2 separate regions of the Mus musculus genome follow, and region 1 is linked to region 2. The links are chromatin contacts, called in public promoter capture Hi-C maps. All regions are on one chromosome and are shown on one strand. The core of a region is the stretch at or near the end of the contact, and the rest is flanking DNA. Distances in the headings are between cores, read along the strand shown. Region 1 holds the start of 3110082I17Rik (RIKEN cDNA 3110082I17 gene). Region 2 holds the start of Adap1 (ArfGAP with dual PH domains 1).

The links. Promoter capture Hi-C pulls out the DNA fragments that hold promoters and counts their contacts.
Region 1: a contact with region 2 is called in a promoter capture Hi-C map of second pharyngeal arch cranial neural crest. The contact joins the promoter of 3110082I17Rik here to the promoter of Adap1 in region 2. A contact is called at or near these places in 20 of 39 promoter capture datasets (3T3-L1-derived adipocytes, the C10 cell line, the HPC-7 cell line and 15 more), 7 of 484 Hi-C or Micro-C datasets (Sertoli cells, bone marrow-derived macrophages, cerebellum and 4 more), 5 of 115 datasets of contacts at active chromatin or transcription factors (bone marrow-derived macrophages, embryonic midbrain, embryonic stem cells and 1 more) and 3 of 9 other capture datasets (adipose tissue, liver and pancreatic islet).

The regions. Positions count from the first base shown.
Region 1 is chr5:139,458,981-139,464,260 of GRCm38.p6, forward strand. It overlaps 3110082I17Rik (RIKEN cDNA 3110082I17 gene), which reads right to left and starts at 1,554. Exons shown (of 5, transcript NM_028469.3): 1 at 1,489-1,554.
Region 2 is chr5:139,324,062-139,330,157 of GRCm38.p6, forward strand. Adap1 (ArfGAP with dual PH domains 1) reads right to left here and starts at 1,403. Exons shown (of 11, transcript NM_172723.4): 1 at 1,220-1,403. The coding sequence starts at 1,301.

The sequences.
Region 1 (5,280 bases), core at 304-2,803, 140 kb after region 2:
AGACAGGGTTTCTCCATAACCTGGCTGTTGTGGAACTCCCTCTGTAGAGCACACTGGTCTCAAACTCACAGAGATCCACTTGCCTTTGCCTCTAGGGATTAAAGGCATGCATGGCCACCACCACAGAATAACTCTGGCAATTATACAATAAAAGAATTTGGGCACCAGGTGGGGTGGTGCACACCTTTAATCCCAGAGCTCTAGAGGCGGAGGTGGGAAGATCTCTGTGAGTTCGAAGCCAGCCTGGTATACAAAGGGAGTCTAGGACAGCCAGGGCTTGCTATACAGAGAAACCTTCTCTCAAAAAACAAAACAAAAACCAAACAAAAGAAGTGGTGGGGGAGGGGGAGAAAGCAATATGGTTCAGCAGGTAAAGGCGCTTGCCACTAAGCCTGAAGACCTGAGTTCCGTCCCTGCCTAGCCTGTCGAGTCCACTGTCACATACAAGGTAGATGGCTGCTGGGGACCACCTAAAGTTGACCTCTGGCACACACACACACTGCAAACTCTAGAATGGGCAAAGGTCTTGAACAAACAGTGAAGAACATGAAAAGATGCCCAATGTCACTAGTCCTTTAGGAAATGAAATCCAGAGGCACTGACTGCTGCTTCATGCAGCAAGGAAATAAGAAGACAGAGGGCTAGGAGTTCTCAGTGGGTAAAAGCACCTGCCGAACAAGCCTGATAATATGAGTTCGATTCCTGGGACTTACATAAAAAGCTGGATGCAGTGTGTGAATCTGTCGTCTCGTCTCTCCTATGGTGAGATGGAAGGCAGAGACAGGGGGGTAAGCCTGGGGTACACAGTGCAGCAGCAGAAACCAGAAAGACTATGCCTCAGCAAGCTCAAAGAAGGAACAAGACTCCCTTAAATTATCTCCATGGTACCTAAGACCATTAGTAAGAGATCTTCTACAGTCAAAAACCTGGGCTCCCTAGATCTGGGATTCTTATTCTGGCCCCCGTTTCTTCCCAGAGCCTTGAGTGACACCGATACAGAAAAGGAACCCAAAGAATCTTTTTTTTTTTTTTTTTTTTTTTGAACGGAGTCTCATTTAGAAGACATGGCTAGACCGAGCTAGCGGCAATTTTTTTCAGTCCCAGCCTTCAGGATACTGAGACCACAGCTGTGTACCACCACACCCAACTTGTAAGAATGGATACATGGAAGGACTGTTGGGTGCATGAATAAGTGGGTGGGTGGATGAAGGATATAGATGAATGGATGGGTGGGTGCCTGGATGAATAGGTGGGTGGACGGATGGATAATTGGGTAGAGGAGTGGATGGACGTTTAAGTAGACGGAGGAGTGGACGAATGGCTAAGTGGTCGCCTGTATCAACAGGGGTAAATGGGTAGGTGGGTGGTTGAATAGATCTCTGGAAATCCACGTGGAGAGCTGCGCAGAGACGCACAGCCCGGCCCAGGACCGCGTCTCCCCGGGCGGATGCGACAACCCCCCGTCACCCCACCCTACCCAGCACGCACCTGCAGCTCCCACTCTCGCACACCTCTGCCACGCGCCTCCACCACCAGCTCAGCAGGTTCCGCGCCGTCCCGCCCTCAGAAGATCAGCGCTATCCATTGGATCGGGAAGGCGTCCATCTTCCAGCCAGCCAATGGCCGCCGCATGGGAGGGCGCAGCCCTGGCGCAGGATATTGGCGTCATCTCTCTGAGCTGAGAGCGCAGTCAGTTGCCAGGGCAACACCTGGTGGCGTGGGCACGTGCGGCCGAATTCTGGCCGCTGGTGCTGGGCTGAACAGATAGAACACCTCTCAGAGAATTCCAGCAGGTAAAGTTAGAATATCCGAGGGGTGCCGGGCTTGGAGGTGCACGCCTTTCGTCCCAGCCCTAGGGAAGCTAGGAAGAAGGATTAGGAGTTCAAGGCTATCCTCCGCTGTGTAGGGAGTTCAAAGTCGGACCCTGTTGTAGCCTATAATCCCAGCACCAAAGAGATAGAGGGAGGAGGATCAGAAACTCGGGGTCTTCTCGAGATTCATAAAGGCCAGTGAGATGCCTCCGACGGTAAAAGTGTTTATTGTAAAGCTTGGTAACGTTAGTTTGATGTCCAGGATCCATAAATCGGAAGGAAAATCAATTCCCACAAGCTGTCTTCTGACCTCTAAACACACACACACTAAATAAGTAAATATGTACATTTCATAATATATGTATGTGTACACACACACACACAAAGTAGTGAAGAAGTAATGTAAAGGGTCTGGCATAGCTGTCACTGGCCTTGTAACAGGGCCATAGACCTTAGTAGGCCACCAGACCTTAGCACACTGACTCCACATTGGAAGTACCATGAGGCTGTAAAACTTAGCAGCACATAGACAGCACCACCTGCCCAAACTAAAACAAGGGCCTAGTCCATCAGAGTCCATATAGTGCTGGGAAAGTCTCAACACACACTAACCTTGCTTTCCAGCCTCTCTAGTTCCACTTCTGGTTTACTCTTCTTTTTAACTGTGTGTCAACTCGGAACATGGTTTTAGTGCTTAAAAAATCACCTGGAAAAAGGCTCAGTGCTACACTAGGATTCCATCACCCAGTGTAGTTGCTGGACAGCTAATAAAGATTTTCTATTGGCTTAAACCATGTCTAGCAGTCTTCTCTTCAGAGTACCCCACAACAGCCTTTAATTCCAGCATTGGGTCAGAGGCAAGTGGATCTCTACAAGTGTGAGGCCAGCCTGGTCTACATAGTGTGTTCCAGGTTAGCCAAGGCTTAGTGAGACCCTGCTTCAAAATGACAAAATTACAGATGGAGTGGGTGTGATTTATTGCTGATGCTGCTAGCCAACTAAGAGGAGACAGTAAATTCCTTGTGATGCAGAATAGAGAGAGGGGAATTATCAAGCAATGAGAAAAGACAGACTCCCTCACCTGAGTTTTGTTGAAGCCTCTAACAGGCTGAGAATCAAGAACTCTAGCTCAGCTGGCATTTGCTGTGAAAGTGGCCAACACAGAGATAACAGGTAACAATCTTTCTGTATAAGGATACCTTATTTTATTTATTTTTTTTTGAGACAGGGTTTCTCTGTTTAGCCCCAGCTAGCCTGGAACTCACTCTGAAAACCAGGCTGGCCTTGAGCTCACAGAGATCTGCCTGCCTCTGGCCCTGGTGTGCTGGGATTAAAAGCATGTGCCACCACTGCCTGCCCCAACTCTTTCCCTTCCAATTTAAATGTATTTGTGGGTTGATCTCAGGGATTCTTACATGGTAGGTGAGCACTCTACCAAGTTATGTCACCTGCCCAGCCAGGTGCCCCGACTCCAATCATTTCACAGCTCAGTCTCTTCCTACCTACCGACTCTATACATAGCATTTGAGGCCTTCTGGACTTTCTTTTCTGTTCTAGTTGGCTGTCTTTTACATTTATGTGGTATGTATGTGTGTGTGTGTGTATGGTGTGCATGGGGCAAGTGTGTAGTGTGCATGTATGTGTGTGTGTGTGCTCAGGTAAGTGTGTGGTGTGGTCTGTGTGGGGTGTGTGTGTACATGTGTGTGGATGAGTATATAGTGTGTGTAGGCAAGTGTGTGGTGTGAATGTGTGTTTGTGTTTGTGTGTGTGCAGGCAAGTGTGTGGTATGTGTGTAGTGTATGAGTGTGTGTGGTGGGCGTGTGTCATATATTTGTATATGTTCATGTGTTTGTGCATACATGTATGGAGGCCAGAGGTCTTCTTCATGGTGTTTTTCTCTATCACTTTGCCGAGTAACTTTTTGAGACAGGGTCTTTCACTGAACCCAGAGCTTACAGATTCGTCGAGGCTAGATCACCAGTGAGCTCCAGCTATCTTCCTGTCTCTGTCTCTCCAATGCTAGAATTACGCAGGAGAACCGTCAAGCTTGGCATTAAAAAACAAACAAAAAAACCTGGATCCTGGGAATGCAAAATCAGGTCCCCATCTCCTTTCAGCAAGGACCTTACCAACTGAGGCAGCTCCTGGCCCACACTTACTTTTAATCTGAATTTAAGCACTGACTTCCTTGCATCCGGAAGCAAGCTTGCTGCTGATATTTCTAACCAGGATCAGCTTCCCTTTGTAAACTAATTTAGAGAAAGCAATGGACACTGTCAGGATGTCGGATCATCCAAATAGACTTTCCATCGATCTGTATCTGCTTCTTTTCTACTCCAGACACTAAGTATCCCAGGCTAGCCTCAAACTCATAATTTTCCTACCTCAGCCTTTCCAGTGCTGTCAGGATAGGCATATGTTGCCACATCCTGGTTTTTGAATTTAGTCTCTGGGGTAGATGATATATGTGTTCCATGCCATAGAGGTCTTCTCTAGACCTTAATGGGTTTATCATTAAGTCTTCTCCTCTCCTCCTCCTCCTCCTCCTCCTCCTCCTCCTCCTCCTCCTCCTCCCTCCTCCCTCCTTCCTTTCCCTTTCCCTCCTCCTCCCTCCTCCTCCTTCTTTTTTTTTTTTGTTTTTTTGTTTTTTTGAGACAGGGTTTCTCTGTGTATCCCTGGCTGTCCTAGACTCACTCTGTAGACCAAGCTGGCCTCAAACTCGGATATCGGCCTGCCTCTGCCTCCCAAGTGCTGGGATTAAAGGCATGGGCCACTACTGCCCAGCAAGTGTTCTTCTTTACTGCTTGTATAAATGGTATTTTCTCTCCCATCCTATCTCCTGGCTGTTGTTCATGAGAGTAAAAACCATAGATGGCTGGGTTGTTTTCTGTCCTACCAAATTACCACCTTCTCTAATTGTTTGGGGATGGAACTGACATTTATGAGCTTAAGGAAACTCCATTTTCTGTCTCCATTGATCTCTGTGTTCCTTTGTGTATGTAAGTGTTTGCATCTGCACATACATGTGCAGATGCATATGCTCATATGTGCATGCATGTGCGGAGGCCAGAGGCCAATGTTAGTTTACCTCTGTCACTCCTACATTCGTTTCTTTATTAGATCTCACTGTGTAGCTCTGGTTAGCCCGGAACTTGCTATGCAGACAAGGCAGACCTCAAATTCACAGAGACCCACCTGATCCTGCCTCTGCCTCCCGAGTGCCGAGATTAAAGGCAAGTGCCACCATGACTAGCTTGTACTTATTCTTAGAGACATAATTTGTCCCTAAACCTGAAGCTTACTGACTCAGGTAGGCTGACCATCAAGTCCAAGATTCCCTCTGCCTCTGCTTCCTAGCCCCAGGGTTAGATGTGTACCCCCATATGGAGTCTGGGGATCCAACCAGGTTCCAATGGTTATACAACAGACATTTCACTCACTGAGCCATGTCCTCAGCCCCAAATACTAT
Region 2 (6,096 bases), core at 153-2,652:
CATAGCCAGCTTTCCTAAACAAGTTGAAAGGCAGGTCTGAGAGAGGGAGGTGGGGAGAGTCCACTGAGCCAGGCCAGCTGGCAGCAGTACCACATAGCACCAGGGAGGCACCACCCCGCTGCACCACCGTCAGGGCCCTGCGGTGCCCCAAGAGACCAGGAAAGGGCTACTTCATCTTGCCTACTTCCCACTGAAGCTTGGTCAATGTCTCCTCCCAGGGACACCAGGGCCCCTGGGGTGGCATGCACTTACTATTGGCTAGCAGATTCTCAGCCTCAGGCTGGCACTCTTCAGCCCAGAGGCGGGGATGTGGGGGAGAGATGGGAAGGAGGTCCTATTTACAGACTGCAGGCTTTCCGCCTGCATCTCAGGGAGATAGAGTTAAGTCCCCAAGGAATTGATTCCTGGTATGTTCTGAGGGGTTCATGCTAGGGCCCCCTGATATCCCTGAAATGCCCTGTCCCCACCTGCATACCCAGATAGGATCGGCCTGGGAGGGCCAGCTCTCAGAGCCTGCCAGCTGGTCAGAGAACCCGGCCCTTTTTCCATAGCCAATCCTGAGCCCCTGTGTTCTGGCCCCTACAAATCCTTCCAAACCTGGAGCAACCAAGGGACAAAGTCTGGAAGATGTCTGACATATGCGTCTATGACTCCCACCTGTCCCCGACTGTCCTGATCCCAGAGAAGCTAGGTAGAGAGAGCCAAAGGCACATGGCCAGAATGTCCTCACAGGGCCACCCAAGGCTCTGCATCCTCCCCCAGCCTTGAGTCTGTACAAGACGGTGGCCCCAGGCAGGGATGCCATGACGTCATCTCCAGGTAGCTGGGAACCAGGTGGACCCCATACTCCCTGGCAGACACCCTGGGCTCACTGGCCGCTTTCCTTGCAAGCCAACCGCCCCTGCTGATTTCCTCTTTTTTTTTAATACCCCGAGACGCCAAGGTTTCGCAAGGCTGGGGAGGGGAGGCGGCTGCGGGTGACAGCGTGACACGCAGCCCGGCGGGGGAGGGGAGTCGGCGGCACAGGTCGCACGGAGCCCGCGAGGTGCCCTCCGGATGCTGCGCCTCACCACTGCCAGTCCCTGACGCCGGCAGGTGCACCCGGGCCGCGCCCCAACCCAGCCAGGACCCAGCGCGTGGCGCGTCCCCATCCCCCGCGCCCCCCACGCAGTCCTGTCCACCCGGCCGCACCCCGCGCCTCCGCCCGTCCCGCACCTACCCGGGGCTCCGCAGTCAGCGCAGCGCGTGTTCCCCGGCCGCGTCAGTAGCTCCAGCAGCGCCCGGCGCCGCTCCCCGGCCATGGCTGCGCGGCCACCGCGCCGTCCCGAGCACGCCCGCCCCGCTAGGGCCCCGCGCCGCGCGCCCGCCGCCCGCCTTGCGCCATCGCCACCGCTCAGCCCGCGCGCCGGCCCCGATCGTGTCGCCGCGCGGGGCCGCCCTGAGCGGAGCTGCGCGCGCGGGGACCGGGGAGTAACGCACGGCGCGCCCGGGACGGCGCGGCCCGCGGGCGGCCCCCAGCGGCGCGGACAGGGAGCGGCCTCTTGGAGAGCCCGGCCTCAACGGGTCCACCTGGGGCGGGGTCGCAGGGAACCCGCGCTGCGGAAGGATGGGCCACCCAACACGCAAGCGTGCCTGTTGGGTTGAAGCTGAGGTCGCGGGCAGCTCAGGCTAGCCCTACCTATGAATGACAAATTCCAGTACTAAAAGGATCGAAGGGCTCCACCCTCACACGTGTCCAAGTCTATAGTCTCATCTCCAAGAGATAGGACAAGAACTGGCCACACCCTTCCTGATCTCTGGCCCGCTCCCTCCCAGAGCCGGGTGTCTGCTTCTTTAACTGGCCCTAGCATTTCTTTTCAAATTCCATTTTCTCCATTATAAACGCAATAGTAGCCATTTAGAAGCCAATGGCCACACCCAACTGAGAAATGAAAGCCATCTCCAAAGCCTCCTGAGAGTCTACTCCTGCTAATATGTCACAGCCAGGGTGTTGGTTGCTCTATGATTTGGCCCCACAGTGTTCCCTGCCCCGCAAAGGCCCCTGGGTTAAGGGCACAGTCCCCACGGTGATGCTATAGTGTGGTCAGGGCTACTGGGAGGAAGTTAGGTTGTTGGGACCCTAGCCTCTTCGTTATGCTCTCTCTTGCTTCCTGGGGAGGAAGGGTCCGTTTTGTCCCACCACGTATGTCATGCTGCTTTACTGCACATTGTCTTTCTGAGTGTCTACTTTGATGTCATGAACGTTTGCAATCCTGGCCGACTCCACCTGGTGGCCCTCTGCTGAGGCTGTTGTCTTGCCAGGGGCATCTGTCCCTCCTGACCTGGCTGTCATGCCATTGCAGAACTTGTTTTGGGATCAGGAGACAGAACATGCAACCTGCCCCAATGCACATTTTGGAGGTCTTGAGGCCGGTGGCGCTGTAGGCTTGTTGTTTAACGGATCTAATGTTTTTCTCCTGAAGCCTACTGGAGCCTGGCTCCAGACCTGGCACACAGCAGGAGCTTGGAGAATGAAGCAAAATGCAGACTGCTGGGGGCTGGGGAAGTGGTTCAATGGATAGAGAGCTTACCCAGCATTCACCGAGCTGCGTATTGTGTCCTCGGCACCACAGAACCTAGGAGTACTGACGGATGCCTCTACTCTCAGTGCCCAGGAGGTCGAGGCAGGAGGATCCGCTGTTCAAGGCCATCCTCAGCTACACATCTAGTATGAGGAGAACAACCTGGACTATACGAGACCCAGTCTTTAAAAACAAACAAACAAACAAGCAACAAAAATACAGAATCAAGACAAAAATAGACTAATGGTAGTAGTTGTGTCCCAGGTCTCTAGTAATCCAGTCAGTCTCAGACTTGCAGCAATCCTGCCACCGTCTCTTGAGTGCTCAAATAACAAGCATGGAGTGCCACCTATGCTTTCTTATTCAACCCCCATTTTATAGTCAGGGAAACTGAGGCACACGTATGCATGACAGAACTAGAGTGACAGCAAACCCGAGAGACAAAGAGACACAGACCCCATCTCCCTAAAGAGAACAAATTGTCAGTGAGGAAGCTCCTTCCTGGGGCCAGACCGAGGCCTATCAAGGACAGCTCAAAGGCAGCAAGGCCTGAGCCTGCACCCTGCCGTCTCAGGCCTGTGTTGCTGCCAGCAAAGATGATTCACCCATCTGAGCTTTCCTCTTCTCTGCCCTTCCAGTCCTCTCCTCTGCTGTCCAGGTCTCGGCTGTAGACCCCAGCCCCAATACCCTAGCACTTCCCAGGCCTGGGTTGGGCATCTAACCAGAGGCCAGGCGTCTGCCTCCTCAGAGCATATGGCCACACTGGGTAGGAAGTGCCTCAGACGGCTGAGTGCCTCCTGCAGCACCCAGTGAGTGCAGGAACTTACACACAGTAGGTCTTCAAGCAGCTGCCACCAGAGGCTCAGAGGCTGGGAACTGAGCCCAGAGCTGTTGAAAGTCAGGATGGCCACTCCAGCCTAGTAGCTGGTCTCTAAGGACCAGTGACAGCCCCCTGCCTCCCCTCTCCACTGCCTGCTTGTGCTGTGAAACCCTGAGTAAGGAATTGTGCAAGGACCCAGAAGTCCCATCGTGCGACCCAGCCGTGCTGGCAGCTGTCCTTGCTCTGAGGAAGGCAGAGGCGAGCCCTGTCTCCCAACAGTTTCCTTTCTCATTATCACAAGCTGATGGTCCCCTGACAGGGTTTGTTTCTAAGGTCACAACGCAAGAACTGATATGGGCCATGAAGAAAGCTCGAGGGGGGGGGGGTGAAACATCTGCTTCTTGTTTGATTCATTGTGTGTGTGGTGTAAGCATGTATACATGTGCATTGTGTGTGCAGTGCACATGTATGTAGAGGCCAGAGGTTGATGTTGGGTAACTTCCTCTATCACTTCGTTCCTTATTTGGGGAGACAGGGTCTCTCACTGAACCCTGGAGCTGACCAGTTCAGCCAGGCTGGCTAGCCAGCTTGCCCCAGGGATGCTCTAGTTCTTCCTCCTCAGTGTTAGACTTATAGAGCCAAGGTTTCCATGAGTGTTGAGGATCCAAGTTCAGGTCTTCATGCTAGCACAACAGGAACTTTACTGACAGCCATCTTTCCAGCTTCTTGGCTTGACTTTTTTTTTTTTTTTAAGATTTATTTATTATTGTGTGTAAGTACACTGTAGCTGTCCTCAGACACACCAGACGATGGCGTCAGATCTCATTACAGGTGGTTGTGAGCCACCATGTGGTTGCTGGGATTTGAACTCAGGACCTTCAGAAGAACAGTCAGCGTTCTTAACCGCTGAGCCATCTCTCCAGCCCCGACTTTCTTTTTTAAGATGTAAAAATTTATATGAGTATAAGAGGGTCTTGTCTATATGTTTATATGTGTACCTCATGCACGCCTGGTGCTTGCACATACCAGAAGAGGGTGTCATATGCTCTGCAGCTAGAATTGCAGACAGCTATGAGCTCATATGGGAGCTGGAAACTGAAACTGGATCCCCTGCAGGAGAGCGGCTGAGGCATCTCTCCAGTCCCAGTGGCTTGGCTTCTTATTTGCTTGTTTGTTATTGATTGATTGATTGATTTTTCGAGACAGGTGTTCTCTGTGTAGCCCTGCCTTTCCTGGAGCTTGCTCTGAGACCAGGCTCAGGATGACCTCAAACTCTCAGCCTGAGTACTGGGATTAAAAGTATGTGCCCGTGGTGGCGCACGCCTTTAATTCCAGCACTTGGGAGGCAGAGGCAGGCAGATTTCTGAGTTTGAGGCCAGCCTGGTCTACAGAGTGAGTTCCAGGACAGCCAGGGCTACACAGTGAAACCCTGTCTTGAAAAAACAAACAAACAAAAAAGTGGGTTCCCCAGTCTGAGATGGGTACCCTAGTCTGGCTCAACCCTAGACTCCCAGATGTTGGAATGGTGGGGACCCTTTAACGCATCTGCTTTCCAGGTACCCTTGTTGGATATGAATGTTTAGTGTCATGGCTCAGGTGCTCCTGGGAGCTGTGACCTCCCTCAGCTACACATAATGGGACAGGAAGTCAGTATGATGACGGCTTTATCATCAATGTCCCACAAGAGACAGTAGTTACTGGATAGAGAGACTCTGTGGCCTACCCAGGGCGAAGGACAGTTGGATGGAACCCAAATCTCGGGCCAGGATAGAGAAACCGAGGTTTCTGAGGGAGATGAAGACAAGGCCAGGCTACTGAAAGACCCCACAGCAGACATCTGATTGTGGACATCTTCTCTGGTGGGGAGGGGCAAGAATCAGTAGTGAGAAGGCTGGCCATGAACCCTAGGGGAAGAGATAGCCCAAGAACTCAAATTCCCCAAGTCAGTGTGGAACCCCAGAACTGCAGAGCAACCCCACAGCAGTGCCTGGACCAGTTGTTGAATGCCACAAGATAAATTGCACCCTCCAAAAGAAATATTGGGGCACCTAACCCAGGTGCCTGCAGATGCGGCTGTGTTTGGAAACAGGGTCATCACAGGGGTGGAATCTGGCTGGAGGCCTCATTCAAAGGAGACATGTGGGCACAGATAGAGGTGGAAGGCCACTGGGGAAAGATGCACAAAGATCAGGGCTGTGTCTGCCAGCCAAGAATGGCCAAACTGCCAGTGACACTGGAGGAATGGCTGAAGAAGACTGCATGGACCAAGAAGAACTACCCTAGTGGCGTCTTGACAGCAGCCATGTAGTCTCCCCATTGGGGACCGAACAGCCAACTCCGGCTTGGCTTTCTTGCAGTTGCTCTTGCAGGTAGGACTGGGGCAGCAGGCTGCAGCCTCTGCCCTCAGTGTCCTGTTCTTTTGCCTCTTCTCACCCTGTCCTGAGACGCTTGTCTGGAGCTCTTGCCACAGGGACGGACATCCAGGTGGTACCTGCAAGCCAAGAGAGAGGAAGGCAAAAGAGTTGGGACTACCTGGGGGGATGGTAGCCCAGGTCTGGTGATGAACACCCCTGGCCAGAGGATGCCGAGATGTACTTCTGGAAGAGCTGGTCAGTTCGGGCGCTGCACACAGGTGTCTCATGGCTTAGGTAGCCTTGACCCACCTCCCAGGGGGCCTCCTCTGCCTCTGTTTTCCCTTCTCTTTGTCCAGATCAG